2 separate regions of the Mustela erminea genome follow, and region 2 is linked to region 1. The links are chromatin contacts, called in public Hi-C maps. All regions are on one chromosome and are shown on one strand. Each heading gives the region's core, a stretch centred on a gene start, on an enhancer-like site or on the middle of the called end of the contact. The rest is flanking DNA. Distances are from core to core; before and after follow the strand shown.

Region 1 (5,610 bases), core at 2,727-5,226:
GATGAGGTCCGCACAGCCAGAGCCAACATGCAACAGACACATGTGTCAATAAAAAATAAACCTTTGTTTTAAGGCATGAAATTTTTGGAGTTGCTTACTGCAACAGACTTAGTCTAAAGAGACTGAGCTAGCATCTCAAGTTAGTATACCCAGAACTGAATGCCTGGTCTTCCCTGCTCCCAAGCCTGCTCTTCCAGAGTTCTCCATTTTAGTAATCATGGACTTCAACCTTCCAGTTTTCAGACTAAGAACCTCTGAGTTGTCCTTGATTACCCTTGGTATCTCATACTCCACATGTAGACACTGGGGATACTTTGAGGAACTAAAAACTGACAAAAATGATAAAAATTCCCGAGATTACATTCAATGAGAATGAAAGAGACAATAATAAAGAACCACAATACATTAATGATGTGATATTTAAACACATATATAATAATATTACCACGTAACATTAAATATTTAAACATAAGCATCTAGAAGATAATAGGTGCAATAAAAACAAGGGAAAGGGAGAGCTAGGGGTGAGAATGAGGGGGTAGGTTGACAAGGTGGTCAGAATTGACTCCTCTGGGGAAGAAACATTTAAGCAAAGATGTAAAGGTGAGAGGAGAAATCTGCATGGCTAGTAATAGAAAGTGTATTCTAGGCAGAGGGACAACCAGTGTAGAGGCCCAGATGTGGGCACAAGCCTGGCTGGCATAAGCAACAAGGAGTTTGGTGTGGCTGGAGCAGAGTAAGCCATGGAAGTGGCGGTCGCTGATGTCAGAATGGAAGGAGGTGGGTAGGTGGTATACAGTGTCAAGACTTATGGGTCCTAATAGCGAAGTCCTTTGGCTTTTACTCTCAGTAAGACACAGAACCACTGGAGGATGTTGAACAGAGGAGAGATGTGATCTGATTTATATTTTTAAAGGATCATTCTGGCTGCTGTGTTAAGACTACATGGGAAAGGGACAGGGAAGAAGCTGAAGGAGGAAGACTAGTTAGGTTACTGAATAATTCACATGAGAGGTGATGGTAGCTCAGTCAAGGCTGACAGTGGTGATGAGATCAGATTCTGGATGTACTTTAAATTTCCTGATGGATTGGATATGAAGAGTTAAGGGGAAGCATCAAATATGATCTCAAAATTTCTGTCCTCAGTAGATGGCAGAACAGAATTTTCCCTCAAGTAAGATGGTAGAAGGTTTTGGGAGGGGAAAAAGAGCTCTCCCCATAGCCTAGTTTCAGTCATAATATCTGGTAGATACATGTAGAATTGGCAGCTTGGAGTTCAGGGAAGAGGTCTATCCTAGAGATTTAAATTTGGGAGTCATTGGCATATATGTGCTCAAAGCCACAAACTATGCGAGATTACCAAGAGAGCTGAAGAAAAGAATCTTACCAAATATGTGTATCTTTCTGTATGTCAGGGCGAGAGATGAGTGGGGAAGGGAGGGGAGGAAGGAGAAGAGGAAATGGCTTTACAAACCCTCACTCAGTCTGTGTTCGATTGGAGCACTGAAGCTTCTGAATTTAAATTAAAGGAAAACATCTGATCCCTTACATTGTTTTACATGCCATCACTACCTATTGGAAATAACTGTTAACATTTGTCTAGAGTTTTGTGCCAGGTTGCCAGGCTTCAGTTCTCAAAATAATATGTGCAGTAAGCATTGTTATTATCCTCATTTTATGGATGAAGAAACAGCCTTGACACAGAAAGATAAACACTTTAGCTCAAATCTTCACAGATGGTAAGGTGTAGAATTGTCTGACTCCAGAGCACGCCTGGAGCAGGGCTGCTACTGGCCCATATGGTACCCTGGCGAAATCAGAAAATATTCCATTTTGCAAGTAAAATGTAGTTTGTGTCACAAGACCCAAATGACGGTTTCCCAGAGGAGCTAACCAGAGGACCAATAGGTAACAGTTCTGCCTGTGTGTGCCTGTGTGTGCCACACAACTGCCCGGGCTTTTGTTTGATCCCACACCACTACTTCAGACAAGTTTTAAACAGTTTGTGTTGCTTCTCCCACTTCCATGATAGACAACGATATCAAATTCAAAGTTGGTGAATGGGAAGCAAGTCTTTGAAAGTGCCAGACAAGTGAGGGACCAATCACAGGTGTCACTAGGAATGTAGTCAGGACAGGTACAGCTTGTGCAAATGTGCACCAATATGTAGGTGAATGAATGGTCTCTAGAGTGTGTGCATGTGGTTACACATACTGATTGTGGGTTCTTGTAGGAGTTAGCTCTTCACTGCTCCAGAATTCTTAGGCCTGCCTGTGACTTTATGTATGGTAATGTTTATCTACAATGTAAATTAGCATATTCTTATTTATAGTGTTCTTCTACAGTGTGTGATCTGAACAGTCCCATGCATGCAGCAGCCTTATTCCTAATGATTCTTTTATTCATCAGACAGCTGTTGAGGATCTACCTACATGCAAAGCACTGTATGAGGCACTACAGTAGGTTCAAAGACATCCATTCTTTATCAAGGAATATGATTTCTAGTAAGAAATATATGCACATAAACAGTATAGAATACAAAGCATTAAGTTTTACAAGAGAAGTACTGAAAAACTACTCTGTGAATTCACAAGAGAAAGTACTTATTTCAGTTTGGTTAATTAAAAAAAATGTCATGAAGTAGAGAGCAGTTGAGGAGTGGTTTGGAAGGTGAACATGGGGCTCTCTGCTCAGCGGGGAGCCTGCTTCCTCCTCTCTCTCTCTGCCTGCCTCTCTGCCTACTTGTGATCTCTGTCAAATAAATAAATAAAATCTTTAAAAAAATACATAAATGCTTTCAATTAATACAATAGAAATCATTCAAAAACAAGACTGAATTAACAATAAGACTTTGTTGTTAGGTATTTTCTAAGTCAACAAATAACAAGGATACTATAATGAGCTAGTTTAAGAAATTTTTAAGTGTTAAAAAAAGAGTTCTGGGACAGCTGGGTGGCTCAGTTGGATGGACGACTGCCTTGGGCTTGGGTCATGATCCTGGAGTCCCGGAATTGAGTCCCTCATCGGGCTCCCAGCTCCATGGGGAGTCTGCTTCTCTCTCTGACCTTCTCGCTCATGCTCTCACTGTCTCTCTCTCAATAAATAAAATCTCTTAAAAAAAGAAAAAAGAGTCTGTGTTTAAAAAGGCTGGTGGGTTCTGGAGTTAGACAAACCTTTTTCTTAGTTTGTTTCTTCATCTCTGTAATGAGGATTGTAAAACCAATCTTGTTTGGTTGAGAAAATACATGGCACACTTTAGGTGTTCAGCAAATACCAAGTATTATAAAATGAAAAGCTGGGTCAAATCAGAGTCCACCTCCAATACCAAGTTAACTGAGACTTTTTCTTTTGGGCGCGATGGTTACGTACGGGTTTTTGAGTGACAAGAGAGTCAAGGAGGGAAACCGGTTACTGTAGTGGTTGAGGCATGAAGCTCGAGCAACGAATTCGTGCAATAGTAGACTATAAACTTAACGACTCCGCATCTACCTGTGTTTAAGGAATGTGAGATAAAGGCCACTATTTTGAACTAGCTAATGCTTTCAACAACAAAGAAAAGAGATACGAAATTCAGTTTTGGGTATTTTGAACTTAGGACCTAAAACTGTGGTGGCTGAAAATGTACACACGAAACAGCAAACATAATCTATGTTGAAAAGAAATTGTGCTCATTCTCTATTAAAACCTATGAATTTTTTAAAAAAAACTTTTTTTTTTTTAACACCACAATACACTCCTGGGAGATACCAACTTGCAGCTTGAAAAAAGACCGCCAGCACACCCACCAGCTTCCACTTGGCCGGGCACTAGGGCGCGCCGGTGACGTCACCGCGACGGTGCACGCTCCTGCGTCTCGAAGGACGTGGTGCGTCATTACCAAGGAGACGCAGGGGGGCGGAGCGACTTCCGTAAACCCCCGCCAGCTCCTCCAGTCGCGCCCACGTGCGTACTCGCGCTTCCCCTTCCTGGCCTCTGGCTGTGAGGCGGGTCGCGTCGTCGCCCTCACTCTACCGTCAGACTGATCTGCGCATGCGCTCAAATCCCTGCCCTTCCCAGCGGCAGGTGGAGGGCGACACCTCCAGGTAAAAGTGAGGCGTTGCAGGAGGCGGACAGCCCAGGGCGAGCGGCGCGAGAGCACTCAAGGTTCTTGTCCACCTTGAGGCGGCTAGGATGGCTGAGGAGTCGGGGCGCGGTCGAGTCGAATCCGAGGCTGGTTTTGAGGCAGTGAAGCCTGAAGAATCTAAGGTGTCTTCGCCGAAGACTGCCGAGGTTGTCGCAACGTCATCGAAGGCGGAGGACTACAGTAGCAAGTGCGTGTTCTGCCGGATCGCGGCGAAGCAGGAACCCGGCACCGAGCTCCTGTACTGCGAGGTGGGCTGCGTGCGGACCGGGCGTGGGACGGGGCAGGGACCAGCCTCGCGCCGTGGCGGACCGCGGTGGGGTCGTGTCAGGGCCCCGGGAGGGAGACCTCGCAGGTGTGGACCGGAGTGGGGCAGGCGGGGTGTCCTGGTGGTAGTGACGGATTTGCTTCTCGCGAGTGGGGTCTGTCTCCAGCATTATTGTTGCTGTGCCTTGGGGGTGGGCAGCGGGGGGACAATGTAGCGATAAAGCCAGACCCTTGGGCTTCTGTCTGCAGGTACGAGGTATTTGGCAGAAAATAGCATTTGTCGCTTGTTGTTACTGGAGGGACTCCTCCGCCCACCGCCGCATCCCCACCCCCTGCGCTTCTCGGCACTGCTTTTCAGTTCTGCACACTCTCCTAATGCGGCTGAGGGGAAGAACTGGTAGAAAGGAGACGATGGTAATAGGGAAAAGCTTCACTGAACTGACAGAAGTTAGGCAGGGGTCGGGGGTGGAGCCGAGGTCAAACTATTTCTTAATAAGCCCCAGATTTCCACTGAAGGGTAAAGTTCGCACAGGCGTTGTCCGTTGGGACGTATGCACATTTTCGGAGCACTGAGATTTTGCGCAGGTACTTGAAAACTGGTATCTGGAAATCATTTTCATCTGCTGGTTCTACTTGCCTTTAAAGAAACAGCCTTTGGAGAGGATCAGATCCAAAGATTCTGTTTTTTTGGCTGTTGTTGTTGTTAGTAATCATTAATTCATTTGTTAAAAGTGAGTTGAATTTGTTCTAACCACCTAGTGTTGGAGACAAAGGTAAGAATTTATGGCTAGAGAGTCGACTGAAGTGATAGACCTTGAAATCTGTGCTTGACTAGGGGAGGGAGTGCAGACGGGAAGCGGTTGATAGGGAGAGGGGTCAGTACATCAGCTGTCTGTAGAGCAGGCCTCTGCTGAACTGAGCCACAGTCAGGACTGCACCACATAAAAAATTATGCACACTCCAGTACCAATGTTGAGGAAAACTAGTAAATAATAGCCACTAATAATGTAAAAAGTTTTGTCTAAAAATAGTCATGGAGGGGGCCACCTGGGTGGCTCAGTCCTTAAGTGTTTGCCTTTTGCTCGGACCTTGATCCCAGGGTTCTGGGATTGAGTCTTGCCTTGGGCTTCTTGGTCTGCTGGGAGTCTCCTTCCTCCCTCCCCTTCCCCTAGGCTCATGATCGATCTTTCTCTCTCTCTCTCTCTTTCAAATAAATAAATTAT
Region 2 (4,881 bases), core at 1,819-4,318, 170 kb before region 1:
TGTATGATTTCAAATAGGTTAAATAACATTTCTGAGTGTGTGTTTCCCAAACTACAAAACAAGGCTAATTGTTGTATGAATTGATTTGATTATTGTAGATAAAAGGCTTAGTTCATTCAGTGCTCAGAATCTGAAAGAATTCATTAAGTTGTGTATTAAGATTGACTCAGTGTAATTCCTTTTCTGCTTCTTCCAGTGGAAATACAGAGCTGTGGTTCATTTTAAAAAATGGAATTATGAGGGCTGAACATGTAGATGATTGTTTTCAAGTGAAGTCTTAGCAATCTACTCCTTGATTTAATCGATAAAGTAATCCATTAATTCAGCACCAACCACATGTCAAGCACTGCACTAGATGCTGATGAAAGTCCTTCCCTTCCTTCCCTCCCACCCTGCTTCCTCTCAGCCATCTTAATATTCAATTATGCATGGTTTGATGGTTTTGTGTTTAAAATGAAATAATTTCATATTTGATGATTTTGTGTTTAAAGTGAAATAATTTGACAAGTTCAGAAAAATGTTTCTGGTGTGCAGCAAATAACCTTTGCTTTCATCTGTGCTGGTTAATTACTTTCTACTCCTTCATATTTAAGGAAACTCCTCATATGTGGAATATTTCTACAAACAGTCCTTCAGCATTTCCCCCTTTTCCATAAGGACAAAACAGAGCACAATATTCTGGCTCTACAAAGCAGCAACTTTGTGCTGTGTGTATGTAATGTGATATAGTACTGCTGTGTCTAAATGACATTATTTAGGAAAGGTGTACTTATTTGACTAAGAATAGCAATTGTATTGGTGTAAGGTGTACTTATTTGACTAAGTGTATTGGTGTAAGGTGTACTTATTTGACTAAGAATAGAAATTGTATTGGTGACACCAAGACTAAATGAAATAAAACTACACTAAAAAATTAACCAAGCAGGGAGCCTGGGTGGCTCAGTGGTCAAGCGTCTACCTTCGGCTCTGGTCATGATCCCAGGGTGCTCCCATTGAGCCCCACATGAGGCCCTGAATTGAACCTCCCATCGATCCCCACATTGAGCCCCATATCCGGCTCCCTGCTCTACCAGAAGCCTGCTTCTCCCTCTCCCACTCCCTGTTCTTGTGTTCTCTCTCTCGGTGTGTGTGTCTCTCTCTCTCTGTCAAATAAATAAATAAAATATTTTAAAAAATTAACCATGCAAGAAAAACATCTTTTATTTTTAAATATTTAAATATTTTACAATACCTATTAGTGGGTACACTGCAATTTCTAGACTCTCTTCTTTAGCTTCTTTAACCCTGACTTGTACTGACTCATCTCCTTCAGGCTTTCTTAGTTTGTTCTCCTCCAGTGGAAGTCAAGCCTGCAAACCTTGCCTCTTTATGTGGCCCTCAATCTCTTAGGAAGCATTTCTACTTTTGGGCCTTCAGTTCTCACTTTTCAAAGCAGGATCTCCTCCAAATCTATCATTATCAGTCAAAAATTTCACTCCATACATATAGGACAAATTCACTTGGATGACCTCTTCAAACCAAATCTTACTGTAACACAGCTTCCTGCTTTACCACGCTCCCGGTCAGCACCCTTTCCAAATTAGTGACCATATTCAAAACCTTAAACAGGTTCTCCTTTGACTTTTTACACAACTGTGATGGGCAGTTTTATTTGCCCCTTTATGTGCTGGGTGGGGGCAAGTCTCCCCTCGCTCTACTTCCGTCCATTTTTATTTTAATTATGTACAGAGGACCTGGTCAGCCCCGGGTTGGAGTGCTTGCTCTATCTTCAGTGCTTTGCTTCTCCTTCCACAACGTTCTTGCACTCTGGTTTCGTTAAGGAGACATGCACCGGAACAGGGAGTGCCCCCATTTCCCCACTCACCACTCTCCTCACTGTCTTTCTTCTTCACGCGCCTTCCTCTCTATCCAGGCCTCCCCGTCAGGTCTCACAGGACCTCCACCTTTCACTTTGTTCCCTTCCAACCCTCCAGTCCCTATCTAGGTAAAGCGTCTCAGCAGGTGCTCCAGCAGGTGGAACCCAGTGTTTACATTCTCTTCTGTGCCAACAACCCCGCGGACGCGTTGAGGAACAGGGATGGAACCTGCCGCTGTATCTGGGCGGAAATGAAGGCGTGTGTTAAATGTTAGATTAAGTACCATTTTAAAACCAATTCAACTTTTATGATCGAATAAAATGAATATGATTTTTTAAAAAACAAAACTGCTAATAGGAACTCCTAGTACTTGCAAAACAAGCTTTCCCTGACCGGGAATCGAACCCGGGCCGCGGCGGTGAGAGCGCCGAATCCTAACCACTAGACCACCAGGGAAGTTAGCACTAGCTCTTCTTGAATTGTATTTGCCACTTTAAAAATCTCTACGTCAACCAGACCAGTCAAAAGAGAGCTTCTCTGCTCTAAGCCCCACCCACTCTGTTCCCATTTTGGGTCACGGCCTCTTAAACCGAAGCAAATTACGCGCGCTCCCAGCCCAGCGCCCAGGTGGCTCCCGGGGGTGGAGGGAACTGGACCCTGCAAGTCCGACTGCCCTGCTAGAAAAGACTAATTACACAATTCGTGCTAATTATGTAACATAAATATCTATACCAATACAAATGTTAGAGTACCGCGGGAAGCTTGTCACCTGCTTTGTTATTTTTTTTAATCATCTAGCTGCTCTTTCTAAGTCTCACCTCTGTCTCTTTCTGACCTTCCCTCCCGCGCAGACGTTCAGTCCCACTAAACCTGGTGCTAAGTCTGAAGGCAGACTGTCACCCGCGGGGAGCCTTTCGCGTGGTGGAGCTGGCTGTGACACGGCCCACCGCGGCCGGCCGCGCGGGCTCGGGGACTGCGGGGGACGAAGGGCCCGCGGCCTTCCAGGACGCGATTATCTGGCGGTCGTGATGATTACTTACTGAGTTAAGTACAGGCTAACGAAGCTGGGAGCTGGGGGAGCCGTGCCTAGAGCACTGCGGGGAGCATCGGCCCCCGGATCCGAGGAAACCCTTCCGACCCACAGCGTTTCCATCATCCCCGTATTTTTGAAGTGTTATTACCCGGGCAACGGCTTCACGGCTCAGCGTTCTGTGCGAGACACGGCCAGGAAATGATGCAATTACCAGAGGAGTAAAACAAAACAAAACAACAACAACAACAAGAAGAAACAACCAGCCTTACGGCCCAGCCTCGATTCGGAAACCCTCATGACACAGGAGCCGAAGGCAACAGGATGTAACTCCACTTGGAAGTGCCAACCGTTCCAGTTGACCAAACGTAACCCCAGAGACCCAGCTCCGCTGCAAGATGGAAGGAGGCTTAAGGAAAGCTGAAAGCAATTCACCATGAACTTGCTCACCACCTCTGGCCCCACGATGAGTTCCCGCTGGCATCCACCATCGTAGAATTTAGGTGAGCCTCTGTTTGAATATTGTTTCTTGTTTTCAGGCAACCCTGAGATGGTTTAGATTATTGATAAAATTTGTCTAAAATGTTTAATAATATGCAAGGGGTGGGATGCTGGGTGGCTCAGTCCGTTAAGCGTCTGTCCTCCGCTTGTCATGATGTCCTTGTCCTGGGATCAAACGCCGCGTCAGGCTCCCTGGTCAGTGGGGAGCCTGCTTCTCCCTCTCCCTGCTGCTCCCCCTGCTTGCACTCTCTCTGTCAAATAAATAAATAAATAAATAAAATCTTTAATAATAATAATAATAGGCAAGCAGGAAGATTAAACGGATTTTTAAGGGCTGATAAAGATAGAAAAATCACAACAAATTTCTAAACTTAATTATTTTTTAAATAGGACACACACTTTCCTCTATCAAGGAATTCTTAGGAAATCAGGTTCAGTAGGTGGAGCTCTTTCCTCTGAATTGCTCGTTATCAGAGCTTAGTAGAAAAGGGTCTGGTGTTGAACACGAAGACAAAGTGAATATTATTTTTTTAGAAAAATGTTAAGATTTAATAGGCTTAGTCACAATATGCTCAAAAGGACAGAAAGGTGCAATAAACACCACCATCTGTCTCTTTTCCCCAGTCACTAATTTCTTCTTCCCAGAGGTAACCAGTGTTAAGTTTCTTCTGTATCCTAGAAACAGTTTATGCATACACAAACTAATATCTCTCTTTTTTCCAGCTTTTTATCTTGAAAAATTCCAAACCTACAGAAAATTGCAAGTGTAGGACAATGAACACACATATTCCCTTCATCTGAACCTGTGCTGTCCAATTTAGTAAGACCAGCCCATGTGACTATTGTGGATTGAAATGCAGCTAGCGCAAACTTAAATGTTCTATAGGTGATGACTGCCTACTCGGTGTTTTGTTTTGTTTTATGATTATTTATTTATTTATTTGACAGAGATCACAGGCAGAGAGAGAGAAGGGAAGCAGTCTCCCTGCTGAGGAGAGAGCCAGATGCGGGGCTGGATCCCAGGACCCTGAGATCATGACCCCAGCCAAAGGCAGCAGCTTAATCCACTGAGCCACCCAGGCACCCTTGCCTACTGGTTTTTTAAGCCTTAGTATAGAAGGAAAGAAAAGTAAAATAGCTCAATAATGTTTACTTTGATTATGTTTTTAAATTAGAAATATATCGGGTTGGGGCACCTGGGTGGCTCGTTCGGTTGGGAGGGGGACTCTTGATTTCAGAGTTCATGATCTCGGGGTGATGAGATTGAGCCCCTTGTCCTGCCCCACACTTGGCGTTGAGTCAGTTTGGGATTCTCTCTCTCCCTCTCCCTCTTGCCCCTCACACCGCTCAGGTGGGTGCTCTCTCTCTGTCCCTCTCTACATAAAAAAATTTTTAAAAGAAATATATCAGGCTAAAATATCATAAAAATTTATTTCACTTTCTCTTCACTTTTTAAGGTATCTATTAGACTATTTAAAATTATATATGTGCCTT

What was found. Hi-C and Micro-C count contacts between places; a contact is called where the count stands out from the background.
Region 2: a Hi-C map of spleen shows a contact between it and region 1, with 5 times the contacts expected there. The contact joins the promoter of NCOA7 here to the promoter of HINT3 in region 1. A contact is called at or near these places in 3 of 3 Hi-C or Micro-C datasets (fibroblasts, skeletal muscle and spleen).

The regions. Positions count from the first base shown.
Region 1 is chr4:74,820,975-74,826,584 of mMusErm1.Pri, reverse strand. It overlaps HINT3 (histidine triad nucleotide-binding protein 3), which reads left to right and starts at 3,976. Exons shown (of 5, transcript XM_032339621.1): 1 at 3,976-4,371. The coding sequence starts at 4,171.
Region 2 is chr4:74,995,359-75,000,239 of mMusErm1.Pri, reverse strand. It overlaps NCOA7 (nuclear receptor coactivator 7), which reads left to right and starts at 3,068. Exons shown (of 16, transcript XM_032339624.1): 1 at 3,068-3,389. TRNAE-CUC (a tRNA gene) reads right to left here and starts at 2,312; the gene lies at 2,241-2,312. It overlaps LOC116588493 (a long non-coding RNA gene), which reads right to left and starts at 3,070. Exons shown (of 3, transcript XR_004284971.1): 1 at 2,897-3,070; 2 at 1,865-2,096.